Linked DNA regions of Gossypium hirsutum: region 2 is linked to region 1. The links are chromatin contacts, called in public Hi-C maps. All regions are on one chromosome and are shown on one strand. The core of a region is the stretch at or near the end of the contact, and the rest is flanking DNA. Distances in the headings are between cores, read along the strand shown.

Region 1 (4,219 bases), core at 619-3,118:
CCATTGTACCATTGTTTTTGCAAGCTGGGAGCTGTATAAATATCAGTGAAGGATTGATGGAACAATGGATCGTCAACGGCGGTCAAACCATTGTCGTAAAAATTATCGCCGGTTGAGATTATGAAGTCGATATCTAATTGCTCTCCGATTTTCCCCATCTGAGCCATTAAATTTTTATCATTAAATTAAAAAATCAATGTTTTATCGATATATCTTATGGTTTTTTATATAAAAAATAAAATTGCTTTGAGTAATTTGTAATAATGGTTTACTACCTATTTTGGATCTTATACTATACAAAAATTATCAAATTGGTCCTTAAAGAAATTTTTTTTGTCATTTTAGCCAGTATACTTTCTTTCCATTTATCCGTTACTATTTCAAAAAGCACTAAGTAAACCAATGAAGTGATACCACTGTGATGAAAAAAAATTCAAAATAATATCATAAATTCAAAAAAAATCATAAAATCCAAAAAGACAAAAAAAAGGCTTAAAAATTCTAAAAACTAAAGATTCATTAATTAATTTTAAAATTATAAAAAATAAATTTCATAAAATTTAAAAAAAATAATCTAAAAAAACCTAAAATTCCAAAAAAAAAGTAAAATTGGACATCTAGAATTTATTTTGAAATTGTTATCTTTTTGGAAATATATAAATATATAAAATTATTTTTAAAATACAGATCTAGATTCAAACTGGAAAAATGCATGTCTAAGGTTAAATCTAAAATGCATTTTTTTAATTGAAATTTAAAAAAAATGTAGGTTTGTTTAGAATTTTAGGTGTTTTTAGAAAGTTTTAAAATTTTATTTGTAAGGTTTTTGCACTTTAGGTTGGATTCGCTTAGGTACTTTTCTTAATAGAAATTGTGAATGGTGTAACAAAATAAACATAAACGGAAAAAATTACAAAGGCTAAAGTGATCCAATTTATGTATAATATGGGAGGTACTAAACCTAAAATAATGTAAAGAAGAATTGTTAGGTGAAAATATTTTTACAAGGGAAATGGGATATAGGAATTTATTTAACACCAAATTTGTATTGAGTGATAATAAAGTTTTTTTTTAAATTTTTTGGTTCCAATACGTGTATAGTTAGGATTGTGATTTTGGATAGGTGTAGAGATGTGATTGGTTGGAAACGGCCAAAACTGAAACAGGAATTTTCTAGTCCAAACTATATGAAACCCAATCAACGTGTGAGAGACTTACGAAACTGGCTAACTTTGTCCATTCCCCTCACTGTTCTCACTTGAGGAATATTAAACTGTAAAAAGAAGAAAAGAAAAAGAATCTGGGATTTTATTTGGAATTATACCATTCCAAAAGTTTTTTAAAATGATTAGACTGTAAAAACAATGTTCATTGGCATCTTCATTTTATTCTATTGGACTTTAGTAGATAGTTTTGTTGGATATAAAATTTTAAGACGAGTGATGATGGAATTCCTAAAAAGCTTCGGACCAAAATGATTTTCTTCTTAATAACAACCAGAAAGAAAGAGGAGAACGTTACTTGCGTTTTCATAAAACATTTAATGACAACTTTTAAGAAAGTAGAAAAGCAAAAGACCTGAAAAGCAACTTGAGATTGGTTATAGTGTCCTCTCCTTCCCCAGTCTCCGACCACCAGGAAGCTCAGAGACCCATCTGGTTTGCCTGCGTGTTCAAACCGCTCAAGCTCTGCCACACACGATATTACAAACAACCCAACAACCAACGTCCACGACACGAGCCTTTGGTTCATAGCTTTTTTGGTTGGAACAACCATATTTATGTGAAATGAGGTGAGAGTAGGGAGGCAAGGCAAGGTAGAAAATGAAATGAAGAGTCCTGCTATCCACGCTATTTGTAACCAGTTGGAGCATATAATATGTTTTTACGAGTGTAGGATTAAAAATCATTTTAAAAGTCCCACGAAAATTCCTTAGAATGACGTAAGGCTATAAGATTGACTGAATGAAAGCATACATTAATAAGAAAGAACCAATAACCCACCAAACCTTATGGCCCAAACTGGTCTTAAATCCACCAATTAAGTTAGCTCTGACTTCATCCTACTCTTTTAACTTTACCTCAAATCTGCTATTAGCTGTTGTGTGTTCTCTATTTCATCCTTATATTTATTGATTAAATTGCCTGGAATTTTGTGAAAAATAATAAATTTACATAATTAAAATTTTAAAATTCAAAAAAAAAAATCTAAAGGTTAAATCCAATAGCAAATTATCTTCTAACTTATCCATATGTTTGCTAGGTTTGACAATTAGTTAGTTGGTAAAACATCAAGGAATAGGATACGTTTAATTTTGTGGTCTCTCATGAATCATGACTTCGTTTTTCCTAGTACCTCTATGCAATCACACACAGTGAACCAGTGACCATTTATAACACAGCAACAAGAAGCATATGGCTGGTGGCATCGGAAAATATGTCGACTCCTGTGGCCTCACTTCACGTGCCTTTCCCACAAACTAAAACCCTTTCCCAGTTGAATGGCTCTTGAATTTGATGATGCAATTATGTCCACTCCTAGGGCCTTACTTTACACTGCTCTTATATAACCCATGAATGTTGATGTTTTTTGGGGTTCAAAATTTTAATCCCTATTTTATTATCATCCCAAGTTAGTGAAGGTATGTAATGGATTTGACTTTAAATAAGATTTTGTTTGAGTGATTACAATATTATATATTTAATTAAATTATTATCGAAATAAAATATATAAACCAATAATATAAATATTAGATTATGGTACATCCACGTAATATGTTTATTAAAAATTAACATGAAACTCAAATACTATTTTAATTGAAATGGTAAATTTAAAAAATTTTATGTTATGATAAATAGGATTCAAATCTTGATCATAAATATATATATTTAAAATTTTATATAAAAATACTTTCAATTTAATATTTATTACTTGATTAAAATAAAAAAAATTCTAATAATTTATTACTTTATTACAATCTTTACATGAAGTATAGGTATATTGTTACCATCAGAAGTATTTAATTATATATATATCATATCAAATAAAGTTTTGAAAAGAAATAAAGCACGGGGCAAAAACATCTTCCTTTTTTTATTCCACTTCCAGAAAAGAAAAGAAAAAGATTCTTTATTAACTTCCTCTCTTATTGTTTTAATCTGAAAAGAAAATACCAGGCTTGATGGTTCTCAAAACAACAGAATTAACTTGCACAAAATAAATTAAAATAATAAAATAATGCAATATAAAAATATGGAGAAATTCACTTCCAAGCATATTCATAATTTTTTAATTAATTCAATATTTTAATTTAAAATATTATTTATATTAATATATATTAAATGATTAAATTTTTTTAAATAAAAATAATAATTAAAATTTTTTAATCTATGTCAAACTTTCTTAATCTATATGATTAGAGTATAAAATATAACGCTTGAATTATTAAACCATTTAAATGTTACGTCGATATAAATAGATCCCTCTCATAAATATAATGTATCAAAATTTAATAATATAATTCTACCAAGCGTCAACGAACCAGGTAATGATTGTTTAATTTTATTTTATTTTTATAATGAGTAGATGATATTATTGATGCCCATACAAGGATCATCCTAACTCTTTACTGCTGGGCAAACAAATTTGTCTTTAATATATTTATGTTGATAACTATGTCTTCTATCAATTTCATGCATTTTGATTTGTGGTCCTATGAAACCATCAACTAACATTTTTGAAGGAGACCATCTGTTGGGAATTTCGACGAATTTTCCTATTTCTTTGTCATATACTCTCTTCATCTTCTTCTTCTTCTTTTTGGTAAATGGTTTAATTATTTTTCAATTCCTGTACTTTTTTGAAATTTTGGATTTCAATCTATCTACTTGTGTTTAATTTCAAAATTTTATTTATCAACATTGTTAATTCACTTATTTAAGATTTGAATATGTGTAATTAATTGAATTTTAATTTTTAAATAAAATCTTTTGATTTAAAAATCAACAAAAGTCCTTATCAATTGAATTATAAAGTCTAAATTATTAAAATTAAACTAATAAGTTAAATTTCAAAAATTCAAAGTGAAGACTTAATTAAATTGAAAATAAAGAAGGGAAAGAGATAAAAGAATTGAACAGTGGTGTTTGGTTTTATTTTCCTTTCTAAAATATTATAGATTTATTGTTATAAATTTATATGAGGACAAATTTTTATTTTA
Region 2 (4,277 bases), core at 689-3,188, 220 kb after region 1:
CTAATTTTTGATTTATTTGGTGGCGTCATCCCGCACATCTCTCGGTATAATGTTGCCAACACGGCAGATCCTCAACTAAGTTCGCTAGCTGCTCTAAAATCAACGAGTTTCAGCAGCCACCTCAGATGTATGAGGTTTCGTGACAAGTTCAGCATCAGATAACCTTAAATCATCTCAAGGATGTATGCCCGAGCATATCGTATTCTTTTTAATTCAGTCGAATCATTCCCTGGCTCGGGAATGTGTCTTGTAACTAGCCCATCTCGATCCGACCTCCGTAAATATTATCCAGAATCGCACCCAAAAAATAGTAGCATATGGCTCTCCAATCAGCAGATTGAACAGACTCGGTGAGTGCCACACCATCCACCGGCGATCCTAATTGTAACTGGACGTCCTCTAAAGTGATAGTACACTCTCCGCATGGAAGATGGAATGCGTGCGTTTCCGGTCTCCACCTCTCTATTAACAGGCTGATGAGTTTTGAGTCCAACTTGCACCCTCGGCCTATAGTGGCCGCGTGCCAAAAACCTGCTTCCTTCAAGTAATTTTCTATCAACGGTGATGGCAGACCAGACATGTTACGAATATAACATTGTAATACTCGATTTACACTGTTATAAAAAATTATAAAATACAAATTAATTAAAATTACATAAATGAAAAAATATTAAACAATATTCAAAAATTAAAATTAATTAAAATTATATAAATAAAAAATATTCAAAAATATTCAAAAATTAAAATTAATTAAAATTACATAAATAAAAATATTAAATAATATTCAAAATTTAAAGTAAACCGTTACCATTTTCATTTGTTCGACGGAGATATGTTTATGATCGAGATGAATTAATTCCCCAACCATTGCTAACACGATCAAATAATTTTGAAATTATAAAAAAATAATAGGAGGAGAGGGGGGCCTTATGGCCGTTGGGTATGCCCCCAAGGGAGCTTTTTTGCCACATCAGCAAAACGCTTCCACGTAAGCACATTTTGCTGATGTGGCAAAAAGCTCCATTGGGGGCGCGCTTGCTGGCATTTTCCCCCTTAAACGTAGCCACGTAGGCGCGTTTTGCAAAAAAATAGCCTTTTTCGGTAAATAATGGTATAATTGACCCATTTCGTAAATTTACTAAAAAATGAGCCTTTTTAGGTAATTTAGTCAAATTAGACCAAAAATATGTTCTTTTGGTTTCTAAAATATAAAATGCATGCATAAAAAACTAGTTTTATAGTATAACAATTTAAAAAAATTGAAAAAATAATAATATTCTTTTATAAATTTATATTTCTTGTAAACTTTTAAAATTTTATAACTTTTATATATTTTATTTTTAAATAATTTGTATATTAGCTCAGTGATTTTGAATATCACATGTATACTTTTCCACCTCCATCATTAATTTAATGTTGTTGGTCAGCGCTCAAAAGTAATTATTTAAGGTAAAAGAATTATAAATTGTTTATATTAAGTTGGGGTTATATTTTGTTCTATTTATTAAGAATTAAATAAGTTTTTGCATATTAGATTAAAAAGTAAATTAGTTATCATGTTAAAAATTTTATCCATTTCTATTATTATAAATTAGAAAGTGTATGTCAGCATGAGGTACATATGTCATATCATGTGTCATTGTTTAATTATTTCAACAGCCACATTAGTTTTTATCAGTGTAAATGGATGTAATTTTTAACAAAAAAAAGAGATCAATTTACTTTTTAATCTAATATATAGAAATTAAATTACTCATTTTTTAAATAGAGAAGACAAAATATTGACTCTTAATAGAAACACCTCCATGACCAAACAAAATAAATAAATTTTAAATATATCAAAGTTAAAATATTCGAAAAGTCATAAGTTTTTGTAAACAAAAGCAAATTAAAAACTCCGTTTTTTTTTCATTATTGGGAACTGTGGCATTGGTTTCGGCCTAATCAAGCTAAGCCCAAATACTTCAAAGGTCTATTGTTTTATATGGGCTTCTCCTGCCCCCACTTTAAATCCATTTTCACCCCTTAGTTTCAAACCCTTTTTTCTTTTTTTTTTTGAACTTTTTCCCCCTATTCCGTTGAAAAGCAAGAAATCCTATTAATTGATGAATATATAACAGTTCTTTAAAATAATATGGGGATCCTATTATTTCTTTGGTAACAATAGCGTAATGAAAGTGAAATCGTATAAGAGGAGTAACTGTAATGAAACCCTTCTTTTTCTTCTTTATTCCCCTTTTAAGGCTTCTCATATGGACCATAAACTTTTCTATGGAAGGTGACAAGGCCCACAATCAATCAAAGATGGGGAAGTTGGCCTTTCCTATACCTAATTTATTACTTAGTTAAATAAAAAAAAGAATTGCATTTCTCACTCTATTAACAATTAATAATTCAATTTAAGTTTCCAGCCCAAGATTATATTCTTAAAAATAATTTATGCATTGTATAAATAATTTATTTGATGTAATCATAGATAGAATTCTTGAATACATCACTTGGTGTGCCCACTAGGAAGTTAAAAATTTTCATTCAAACTCAACTTGATTAAGACATTTTAACCCCTAAAATATGCTACAACTTGAGGATTATATACCCTATTCATTGCCATCATCAACACACTTGATAGCCCGACAACTTAACTACTTTCTTCAAAACCACATATTACATTAATTACTACACTCTAACCACTAATATTGTTTGAATGTGGATTGAACACCAGTCGGGGTATCAATTTAGAGGGGACTTTGAGTCAGTTGATTCGGAAATCGATATGGATCGATTCAACCAGACAAAAAATCTGTTGAACTGAATCTTTTAAATTTTTTTTTAATTTTTAGTAATTTTTTAATTGAATCTATCATATTGATAAATCAATAACTTAACTGATTTGATCACTAATCTGATTTAAAAAATATTATGAATATATATATATATTTTGCAGCAAGCTGTGAGGCTGTGACAATGTAAGATGTTGGCGTTGGATTCTCCATTGAAATGTCCTCAAGTTTTTGTGAAGACTTTAGAAATTCAACCAACAGAATAGATTTTGATTAGTGTATTTGAGGAATAGCTGGGATTTCATTTCTGTCAAATAATGATTAAAATATCTATCAAATATTTTATAATATTCATTTATTTGTTAAATCGAGTAGTAAAAAATTTGTTATCTTTAAATAAAATTTTGAATTTAAATTTTATGGATAAAATAATTCCCCCATGGTCTTATCATATCTATAACAAAATCAAACACTTGGTTGTTATAATCTGTTTTATCCTGGTGGAGGAATTTGGAGAATAGATATGATTACCCATAGCCCTGATTGATGCTATAATTAAGCTAGTAAATGTTGACGGACCTTCCATCAAGCAGAAAAAGAAAAGAAAAGAAAATGTATAAAATTGTACATCTAATTTTGCATTGAATTGATATTTGTATAATATCCTTTTTGCATTATAGAATTAATCTTTTTGTATATGATGATGAATATATATCAAATGAAAGGACTAACATATTTGACTTGTTGGCCTCAATTATTAGTGGGTGAAGTCTCTTTCATTAATAATGCCTCCTGCAAACATACACACCCATTTACAACAATGTTTTCCTCACAAGGAAGAAAACCAGGCAGCTTTCTGTAAGTAATAGCTGCAAGCCTTCAGCTTCTATTCCCGACACTTTGCCAAAACAACAATAATAGCCAATTGAATCTTTAATGCAGAGATTAACAAAGTTTAGTATCAAAAGATATACAAGGCAAGAAGCTATTATGATGAACAATTGCAAGGTTTTCATTCATAAAAATTGAAAACACAGAGTGGGGTCAAATCCATGGACTTCTCGAGACATAAATTGACCTGACGACCACCATATTGACCACCCTTCTTAAGATTTTGTCTTGAGATTTTTTAATTTGTTTGGCAATATCATTCATGATCGGCATACATTTCTCAGGGTAAAGACAAGTGCATAGCGACAAGGAAACTTTAAAAGGAAAAAAATTATATATAATACTGTGGTCATAATAAATAACATATAGTATATGTTTTTGACTACTCATTGATCCAACAGTAAATGAATTTACATTCATTAAAATTTATACATATATGGTGCATGCAGTGGGGACTTTCTTTTAACTCTCTTTCCAATCAAAGCTTTAAACCCATAAAATTTTCTTTACTTTTTACAGGAAAGAAGATGTGGGTAAAATTGTGTGGAATAACAAGGAGTTTCATAGTTACGAATAAGTAATCTTTTTTAAAGAGTAAGAATGTAT

What was found. A called contact is a pair of places that touch in the nucleus more often than the background predicts.
Region 2: a Hi-C map of leaf shows a contact between it and region 1, with 3 times the contacts expected there. The contact joins the enhancer-like site here to the promoter of LOC107934526 in region 1. A contact is called at or near these places in 5 of 34 Hi-C or Micro-C datasets (callus, hypocotyl and leaf).

The regions. Positions count from the first base shown.
Region 1 is chrA01:73,381,243-73,385,461 of Gossypium_hirsutum_v2.1, forward strand. It overlaps LOC107934526 (purple acid phosphatase 8), which reads right to left and starts at 1,869. Exons shown (of 6, transcript XM_016866977.2): 1 at 1,579-1,869; 2 at 2-158. The coding sequence starts at 1,776.
Region 2 is chrA01:73,598,338-73,602,614 of Gossypium_hirsutum_v2.1, forward strand. No RefSeq gene overlaps it. Among protein-coding and RNA genes, the nearest start is that of LOC121207816, 59 kb to the left of the region's middle. Within about 2 kb of position 1,939, at least 2 of the 9 cell types and tissues checked have an H3K27ac peak or open chromatin away from gene starts, as enhancers often do. A contact at or near this core is called in hypocotyl and leaf, where this site is marked.